3 separate regions of the Zea mays genome follow, and regions 2 and 3 are each linked to region 1. Evidence: chromatin contacts called from public Hi-C data. All regions are on one chromosome and are shown on one strand. Each heading gives the region's core, a stretch centred on a gene start, on an enhancer-like site or on the middle of the called end of the contact. The rest is flanking DNA. Distances are from core to core; before and after follow the strand shown. Region 1 holds the start of LOC100284128 (early nodulin 93). Region 2 holds the start of LOC103654786. Region 3 holds the start of LOC100216558.

Region 1 (3,240 bases), core at 599-3,098:
TCATCAAGGTAGGAAGTGGAGTTTTTGCATGTCTGTATTTTTTTGGGTTCTTGCTATAGTGTATAGTCCTGTTGTTTCGGTGCTTTAGTTGCACTTTTATTTGTGAAACATGTAAAACAGGCTGACAATCTGAATAATGAGTTCATAATCAGTGTCTTCTTCATTACAGAGAGGAAGGAAAGAGTTTTCCTTCCCCTCCACTTCCAAAAATCTAAAATAGAATAGAATAGAATAGATGGGAGTACATTAGATTAGGAATAAATTAATAAGTGAGTTTTAGCCAGGGTTGACTTTCTCGGACCAGGATCACTGAGTTTCGGTAATTTTTTTGGTTTTCGGTACTCATCGAAAAATTAATTTTGGTCCAGTTTTAAATAGATTCTGTTTCAAAATATAAAATACAAAAGTCAAACTTTGGTCCACAAAACGAAATTCGGATCAATGTAAACAAAATTGTGAACCCTGGTTTCAGCTGATGTTAGGCCCAGACGAGGAATCATTTCCCAGAACCTTTTCCTTTTCCTACTAATTTTTAACTAAAATCAGTGACTCTCATGTCGTTGTTCAGGGGTGCGGCTCCAGCAGCAGCAGAAATTTCGTAAGTAATGCTTTTATTGGTATGGACAAAAAAGTTAATGTCTGCTCCCCAAATTCCTGAACTTCTTTTCTTACTATATATATTACAGGTTTTTGTGGACTCCAAAGCATATGATTGGGCTGTTATTACCAGGTATATGAACAACAGATACATGCACACTTGTGATTGGGTATGTTTGAATTATCTGTTTATTTTGTTAGCTAATCAGTTCAGACTTCAGCTTATTTGAAGCTAAGTCGTCGTAGGTTTTTTGTCCATAGTTCTTCTGAATGGTTGCTTTTGCTAGATTGGATGATACCCCAGGTATAGAAAGAGGACCCGAATCTCCATCTACATGGAAGTCTCCTTGGTATATCGATATGCGCAAGCACTTTTAGGTAAATTCGTTCCTTCTACTTTGCATCCCATCCTTGGCCAGTGACTACCACAAGTTCGGTATTCTCTACATGAGTTTGGAATGATCTCATGCACTGCAGGAAATTCTGATTCATGTCATGGCAGATAAGGTACTTCCCAAAAAAACCTTATCAATTGAGCCAGTCCATGTGATAGATTTGAGATTGAACTTTTCAAGGTATCTAAATCTATACTTGCTACCTTCTTGACATTGCCAAGCTCATTACTTAACTCTGAAACAAATTATGTTCCCATCTCTGAATACCTTCCCTTTCTATTCCACTGAGCTTACCTGAAGCCTTTGGTCCTTGTGATCTCTCCATCTCTTGGACAACAAAGTGCACGAGGGTTGTCTCCCTGTCAGCTCCACGCATATCTGACAGTTTCAATAGTGCGTCAAGTCTGAAAACATTTGTCCCTCCTCTTATAGTTCCAGCATTCATTCTAGCTTACAGGCTACAAACTGTGTTATCTAAGTATCAGTGTACACAATATCTTTTGATGACCCAGAATTGTATTCTATTCCATGACTAACTTTGGGCTACCACTTTCTTCATTTAGCTAAGTCTGGTGCCTTTACTATATGACTCAACCATTTACTTTTATCTGGAGTTATTTCTATACATTAAAGTCTACTTGAGGTGATGTTTCTATACTTGTGCTAGCTGAAGTTAATATATGAGTGCTATAGCGCCCGATAGGGCGCTCTTTATTCTAGTAATAATAAAGTGTGGCGGCTAAGGGGGCCTGTGCCGTCGTTTAGTCCTCATGACATGAGCTGTACAGGTTCGTTCCGATCCGTGTCCGACCTTGCCACTCGCTCACCGGCCACCGTCACCATCACAAGGAGAAACAAATTCTTCTATTTTAGCTCTAGCTCGCTCGCCATCCCCTGCCCGGCTGCTGCCCCCAACGGAACGACGGCCAGAGGAAGCTAGCAGAGTCGAGAGAGAGAGAGAGAGAGAGAGAGAGAGAGAGAGAGAGAGAGCATGGCTGGCAGGAGTTTCCTGATTCGGTCCCCCAAGGAGGAGGAGTCCGACGCCGCCGTCAGAGGTAGAATGCGTCAACTCTTTCCCTCGTCGACTCTCGTTTCCCCCCTTGCGCCGTCAGCTATCCCGGTCCATTATCGGTACGAATTCTGGGAGATCTCCGAATTCGGGATAGATAAATTTGTTGTGCTCGCGCAAGGGGGTTTGGCAAATGAGGGCCGTGCAAATCTAGAAGCCCCAGCCTGGGGGCGGGTGGTTGGCCTCTGACTCTGGGGATGTCGCGGACCCAAAGACGGATTTTTGTTCTGGTTTCGATCCCCATTGCCCCCCCCGCGAGGCTTCATTTTTCTTCCCCTTTGTCTTGACGGCCTTAAGTTAAGCGGGTGTGTTTCAGTGATTATTATTAGTATACATCTGCACTGACATGGTACGTTTCTTGATCCGCAGTTCCTTGTGAATTGAACTATTTAATTTCTCTCTGATATCTCAGCACACCTGCAGTTGAACCAGCGGCTCACAGTGTCAGAGTGTGTGTTTGGGTGGGGGTAGTGGGTTATTGGCATGGCGGAATCAGCCACTGAGTTCTGTTTATTTTGGCTGCTATGTTAATTTCTAGAGTTTTTCCTGTTACAGAAGCTGTACTGCTGGGAGCAAAGAACGCCGCAATAGCTGGTACTGTGGTTGCAGTTCCCACGGTGCGTAATTGTTTCACTGTTATCAGTAGTATATAGTTTATGTGCTCTTCCTCCCAATATGTTAGTGAACATGCTTAAGGTATATCATCATTTCGTTTTTTTGGGGAAAATATGTCATCATTTTGGTATCCTTGCTTTTTTTAGGATCCATTCCATCAGCCGTCATGTCTCCTCTTATAATTTAATATGAACATTAAAATTCTAATACAGCAGCAGCAACGAGAACAACAAAGTCTTTTAGTCCCAAACAAGTTGTGTAGGCTAGACCTTTAGAGTTGAAACCCAGCGGAATCCACAAACAAGGTTTAGGCACGTGGATAGCTGTTTTCGTTTTGCTTTTATTTAAGACTAAATCTTTAGGTATATTCAATGAACATCGAAATTCTAATGGCTGAAAAAAACTAGCTACCCTTCTACATTCTTTTGCCCTTATGTTTAAGTATGGTGTGATTTGGATCGTTACCTGCTTATGGTTCTGATCTACATGATTTTTTTTTTCTGGTGCAGTTGGTTGGCTGCCGTGTCCTTCCTTGGGCTAAGGCGAATCTCAACTACACTGCAC
Region 2 (3,193 bases), core at 20-2,519, 130 kb before region 1:
CAGCAAAAGGTGAGAGTTGGAAGTACGACAAAATGCTCTTCCTCATGCCAAGCCAGTTATGACTAAAGAATACGGTGACAAGTGACAGCACGGGGCGCGACAACTAAAAACTATCAGTTTCAGTCAAAAGATGCCAGTTTTGACATGGGGACAGCTCCAGATCTGAGAGATGCAACCAGATCCTAACTCTAAACTAGCAACAAATGGCTACTGCAACTCAATTTAGGCTGAGTCCAGTGCACAGCCTCCCTCTCGCCCCTGCCACGTCAGCTCTCGCCTCCACTCTCGCCTCTGCTGCTCCAGTGTACAGGTTGCAGCAGGCTACAGCCTCAGTCTATAGCCACATCAGTTTTTCTATTTCAGAATTAAGTAATTCACGCGGATTTATTTCAACGCTCAGAAAACACACAACATAATATTTTTTATTGAATTAAAAATTACAAATTGCGTAATAATTAAAATAAAATTACATGACGATTTAAAAATACATAATAATTAATAGAAATTTGTGATTGGGGATGAAATTTGTGATTTTTTGCAATTTTTTCGGATTTTTTTGGACTCCAAACGGTCAAAAACGGCTAGTTGCAACGGCTAGCACACGTGGACCAATCAGATCGCGACACGTGGACCAGTCAGATCACGCCACGTCGCTCTCGCCCCGCCAGTGTCTCGCCTCGCTCTCGCCTCCCTCTCGCCCGCCTCTCGCGCGGGCGGGCGCTCCAGCGCGGGCGAGAGCGAGGCGATACCGCCCGCTCTCGCCGGGCGCGAGCGCCGTCGCCCGGCGACCCTCTCTCGCCCGCCTCTCGCTCACGCGCGGGCGGTAGCGGCTCTCTCTCGCCCGCGCTACCGCCCGCGTTGCCACCAGCCTTATAAAGAGAGCTCGCGATTTACACACGATTTTCTTCAAGACTGGCAACAGCACATAGACTCCCGTGGTAATTACAAGATCAATCAAAATGTGAAGGACTGCCGCTTACCACAGTCCGTTTCCGCCATGTCCTCCTGGATATGATAAAGATTGAATCTTCACCGGATCCACGATACCAGATCTAGAGATGAGGGGCTAAATTGGAGCAGGGAGTGGTGGAAAAGGGGTTACACCGCTGAGGGCAGCGTGGGGTTCGCGACGGCAGAAGTATGAAAGATGAGCGCCCAGGGTCTGTGGAATCCTCTCACCCGGCAAGCACACTTGTGTATATGGAGCGGAAGGGCAAAGGATATGCATCGGCCCGCCCGGCCTGGTTGCGGCGGAAGGCCTTGGATTTTTTTTTAATTTTTATATATTTTTAATCACTTTTTACAGAAATATATACCAATTTTTTTGCAAAAATGTACACTGGCCAAAGCGCCAGAGTCCTGGCGCTTTCCCAGTGTCAATATTTTATACCGACAAGCCTGCAATGAGGGTGTTCGGAGCAGTAGATTGGTCGGTTTGGGTGTCGCTAGAACCAAGAAAATCAATGGCGCGCGGACGAACGCGAGGATTTTAGACAGCGCTCGCCTAGTGTCGGTATTTTATACCGGCAAGCCTGCAACGAGGGTGTCCGGAGCAGTAGATTGGTCGGTTTGGGTGTCGCTAGAACCAAGAAAATCAATGGCGCGCAGACGAACGCGAGGATTTTAGACAGGTTCAGACCAGGCTGAACGTAATATCCTATATCCTGTATGTGGTGGTTTGTATTGCGATGATGATATGCGATGAGATGAGATGAATGGAGGGGCTCCTTGCCCACCCTTATATAGGCCGAGAGCAGGGTTACAAGAAAAGCGGTGATTTACCCTAATTCAGTTGCATCTACCTTATCTAGACGAATCTTAACAATCTTGGAATGATTAAAATAGAATGAAGAATATCCTCGTAGATTCTCGCGTCTATCCTAACCTTCCTGCGGATCACGAATCCTTGCCTTTGTTGTGCCTCAGGTACCCTGGTTCCTGCGCATGGGCCTCCCGAGTAGTCCTAGTGGGCCCTCGGACATCCCCATACGATAAGCCCCCGAGTACTTTATAGCCGAACAAAGATGATAGGTATTTCGGAGTTGAGCTCGAGTACTTGTCGCAGGTCTTCAGTACTCCCGGTGCAATCCGTGAGTAGTTTCTAACGCCGATCGAGTAGTCTGGAGCGACCCAAGTAGTTTATGCCAACCAAGTAGTCTGGTGAAACCTGCGAGTAGTTGATTAGCTGTAGTGAGGCTACGAGGTAGTTGCAACCTCGTACTTGGCCAATAACGCCCCTGTTTGTTTCGGCTTTTCACAGCTTCTGACCACCAAAAGCTGCTGCGGACTGTCAAACACTCAGCTTTTCAGCCAGCTTCTATAAAATTCATTTGGATAAAAACCATTCAAAATCAACATAAACATATAATCGGTTGAGTCGTCGTAATAGTAGTAATCCGTCACTTTCTAGATCCTGAGCCCAGGGTTTTGAAAATCGTCGCCTACGACGCGCCTAGGCGCGCCTAGTCTCTAGGCTACGGCCTCCCGCCTGGACTAGGGGGGTAGGCGGGCCCCTAGGCGATTGGAGCGCCTAGGCGGCGCCGGGCGGCGATTCCGCGGCGACTCAGCGGCGCCCAGGAGCTCAGGCGGCGCTTAGGCGAGCTACGCGCGCGCCGCGCACGCGAGCGGGAAATAGCGCGCGGGAAAGGGGCGCGCGCGCGGGAGGGGAAAATGCGGCGCGTGCGGGAGAGAAAAATGCGACGCGCGCGTGGGAGGGAAAAGGGTGGCGCGCGCGCGGGATAGGGTCTAGGGTTTGCGGTTGAAAAGTGCCTGCTTGCTTCTTCAGTTCTTCCCCTTTCGACGCTTGCTTCTCCCTTCTCTCCTGCACGGCTGACGCCAGAGACGCGGCTGCAGCTTCTCTCCAGCACGGCTGACGCCGGACCCCTACCGGACGCTGGACCCCTGCTTCTCTCCTCTCATGTTTGCTTCTCTCCCACTGCTTGCTTCTCTCCTACACGGTTGTATGTCTACTGGTCCTTCCCTATTTTTTTATCTATAAATGTATATATTATTATATAAGTTGGCAAAACGCCTAGAAAAACGCCTAGCATCGCCTAGGCAAGCCTAGGCTGGACTAGTCCCTAGGCTAAGGGTCATCGCCTAGATTCCGCCTAGCGCCTAGCAAAACTTTGCCTGAGCCCCATGGACAACTTTATCTTCCTTCGCACGTAATTCTAATGATACTCAGATTCTC
Region 3 (3,238 bases), core at 573-3,072, 260 kb before region 1:
AAATCTTCGGTTTGTTTCAGCACTGGAAGAACCTGCTGAAGGAGGTGCAGCTGACAATCATGGAAGGAATTCTGGAGAAGCTCAAGGAAGGCCTGTCAAGATGCTGAAGACAGGGGTGCTGTGAAGATGTGGATATCCTCTCTGATGGACTAATTAGGAAGTTCAAGATCAGTCTTTTGGTGCTTTGCTGTGCTAGTTGGGTGTTTGGAACAAGGAGGCCTGAATCATAATTTCTCTTTCCTAGGGAGCACTGTTTGTGGCTGGTTTCCTTTTGGGTGTTAGGGTGTTTTGTTTGACTACGAAGGAGTGCAATTTAAGAAAGGAGAGTTTAGTGTTTGTGGTTGATCGTTTGAATGGGTAGCTAAAGTTGGATGTGCTAGATCGTAGGCTGGTTTTCCCAGCAGCCACTCTCTATGTTTTCTGCAAAAGTAGGGCTTATGCCTTTGGTCTAAAATATAAAAGAAGATGGTAACAAAAGGCTATACAAAATATAATCAGTACTACAGTGGCCTCCAGCTCACTGAAGGAAAAAGTGGTTCCTCAACTCTGTCTGATATTGAAAATCCCTTAGTTCAAACTTCAAAGTGAGGACTCACTTGATCCATCTCTCCACAAAAACTTCTAGAAGTAAATGAATTAGGTATTTGGGGAATGTTGTGAAAGTATCAGGACTGTTACAATGCCTCAGCTATTATGAGGTTCAACAAATAATCACAAGAAATACCCCAGATAGTTGCCTACACAGCTGTCATTTTTTTGTGAAGTGTGTTAGACCAAAATTTAACCTCCTCAGTAGGTTTAGTTGTGTTGTATGAATAAATGTAATGTCAATATGTTATACATAAACAATATTACAACTGTTTGTTCTTACAGTAACTGAGCCAAGTTGCTGCATATCACAATCTATTGCCTAATAATACGAATTACTGGACTTGATACCTCAGTGAAGGAAACAAGATTACAAGAGCACTCAAGTCTCATGAAATTTCTGTGTTTCACCACAAGATGATCATAAACAAACCCTCTCGTTTTCCACTGATAAATGTCGTTAGGCTTTCTAGTAAAAAAGCAAACTACATGCATTTAGTTTTCACCCATTTACAGGAAGGAAGAAGTGATACTCCATTACTCCTTCCGTTCTTTTTTATTTATTGCGTTCTAGTTCAAAAATGAGCTAGCGGGCAATAAATATTCGACAACTGAGGTAGTAATAGACAAATAGTTATTGACCATGCTACCAAGTATTACGTAAAATGTGTTCCTGATAACACAGGTTGGTAGTCATCATAAGATTATTTATAATAAAAAACTGCTGAAATAATTAACACAAGCATCTAATAGCCAAAATTGGACATCACCACATCAGGATCAGAGCAATACAACAACGACTCGCCACTACAGATTCCGAGTTAGTAATCACCTTCAACCCGGCAATAGCCTCCCAGGACGTGAGCGGCGCGACGGCGTCATCGTCGAGGAGGTTCTGGCGGAATGAGAGCTTGCGGAGATGGGGGAGTTGGCCGATGCGAGGATCAACAGAAGAGAGGCGGTTGGCGGTGAGGTCGACCTCCTCCAGCGTGGGTGGGATCTCCACCTCGCTTAGATCGTGCAGCTGGTAGCTCGTCAGGTCGAGGTACAGCACCGGCTCCTCCGTCTCCATCTTGGCCTCCGCCTCCACCTTGGCCTCCCCCTCTATCTTGGCCACTGCCTCGCCGCCAGCCGCCTCGTACAGCTGATCAACTACACCTTCGCCGGAGGCCATGGGGACCGCTGGGTGAGGGTGGATTCAGGTCTCGACAGGATTCTGGAAGAACGGGGAAGCGAAGGAAGGACCGCAGGAGAAGAAAATGCGCAATTTGTTTCACCTGGGGAAAGAAGAAAGGCAATTTTAGTAGGCTGGACATGAATAGTATGTGGGCCAATTAAATGGGCTGGCAATACTACCATTAAGGCCCATCTATGTCTTTTTTCCCAAATGGCAAGGTTCAAAACCCTAAAAACCCGCACGGCCTCACCGCCCCTCCGGCCTCCGCCGCGTGCTCGTCCCAACCCTGTCGCCGGCAAGCCATGGCGTCGCGCTTCCGCTCCTTCACTCGCCCGGCCGCCGCCGCCTTCCTCCGGTCCACTGCCAGCCGAAGCCCCTCCGCTTCCCTTCCCCGCACCCTCGCTCCTGTCCCTAGGTGAGGGGTCCTTCCATTTTTGTTCACGGCCTATGAGGATGTTTCCCGATTAGGCGTTGTTTAACTGGGGTTTCACGTGGCAGGGCTTCGGCCATGGGGCGGCGCATGGCTCTGGCGCGGTCTCTGCAACCGCTGCACAGCGCCGTCTCGGCGGCCCGGCTGACGTCGCGGCTGGGGGCGGAGGTGGACCGGGCCGTGTCGCAGGGTACGCTCTGCAGTTCCTACCCGGGAGTCTGAGTCTGATACAGTGTACTAATCTTTGCAACGCTACAGTGAGTTGTGGCTTCCCGGTTGCTTGCTTGTCTATTATCGTCCATGTGTTGACTGTCTTGGTTTAGGATGATTTTGGTGGGATCCGTTTCACTTGAATCCTTTTGGCTTGTCATCGTGGGCGTGGGACATGCGTGGGGTTAATATGTTTGCATGCCCTCAAGAGCAAATTTCATATGATCACAAATGAGTTTGAGTGTGGTGCTGTAATGCAAATTTTAGCATTTGTTTGTCTCAGTATAACGTTTACATATGTGTGTCTTGATGCTATATCACCTTCTTTGCAGAAAAATGTTGTACTGCTGTATATGTGACTATACATTGTCAAAAAAATTAATAACAGTTCTTTTGGGGGCAACATACACCAGTTTTTTTGTGTTCAAAATCTTTAGGAAAGTTTCTAACTGACAGAAATATGTTGTAGGCTGAATAGAAATGATTAGTGTCACACATGGAAAATACAAATGTGTTGACAGAAATGGGTCTACAGTTCTTCATGTATTCAGGATAAAATAGCTATGAAAGTATGAATTGCCAAAGAAGTGTGTCTACAGACTCAATTTAACAGTTTGACACTGATCTTTAATGCATAAATCAGAACCTTATGCCAAAAATGGTTGGAATGGAACGAGGACCTTGGACTATAGCAAATGTCATATCCTTTGGAGGCACAGCCGCACATGCACTGCATTTGGCTTAATATGTTAGTTATAGAAAAAGTTGAGAAGAAATATTAACGGCCGTGGGCTTAAAGTCTTCACACAATACCTGATGTTGTTCTCGGTTTG

What was found. A called contact is a pair of places that touch in the nucleus more often than the background predicts.
Region 2: a contact with region 1 is called in a Hi-C map of leaf, with 4 times the contacts expected there. The contact joins the promoter of LOC103654786 here to the promoter of LOC100284128 in region 1. A contact is called at or near these places in 2 of 25 Hi-C or Micro-C datasets (leaf and tassel).
Region 3: a Hi-C map of leaf shows a contact between it and region 1, with 6 times the contacts expected there. The contact joins the promoter of LOC100216558 here to the promoter of LOC100284128 in region 1. A contact is called at or near these places in 4 of 25 Hi-C or Micro-C datasets (bundle sheath, ear, leaf and 1 more).

Annotation. Positions count from the first base shown.
Region 1 is chr4:237,603,218-237,606,457 of Zm-B73-REFERENCE-NAM-5.0, forward strand. LOC100284128 (early nodulin 93) reads left to right here and starts at 1,849. Exons shown (of 4, transcript NM_001157025.2): 1 at 1,849-2,047; 2 at 2,617-2,678; 3 at 3,186-3,240. The coding sequence starts at 1,984. It also overlaps the pseudogene LOC103654789.
Region 2 is chr4:237,469,787-237,472,979 of Zm-B73-REFERENCE-NAM-5.0, forward strand. LOC103654786 reads right to left here and starts at 1,270. Exons shown (of 10, transcript XM_023302241.2): 1 at 981-1,270. The coding sequence starts at 999.
Region 3 is chr4:237,347,283-237,350,520 of Zm-B73-REFERENCE-NAM-5.0, forward strand. It overlaps LOC100216558, which reads right to left and starts at 1,823. Exons shown (of 6, transcript NM_001142978.1): 1 at 1,421-1,823. The coding sequence starts at 1,762. It overlaps LOC100275107, which reads left to right and starts at 1,987. Exons shown (of 3, transcript NM_001394749.1): 1 at 1,987-2,180; 2 at 2,264-2,385. The coding sequence starts at 2,068.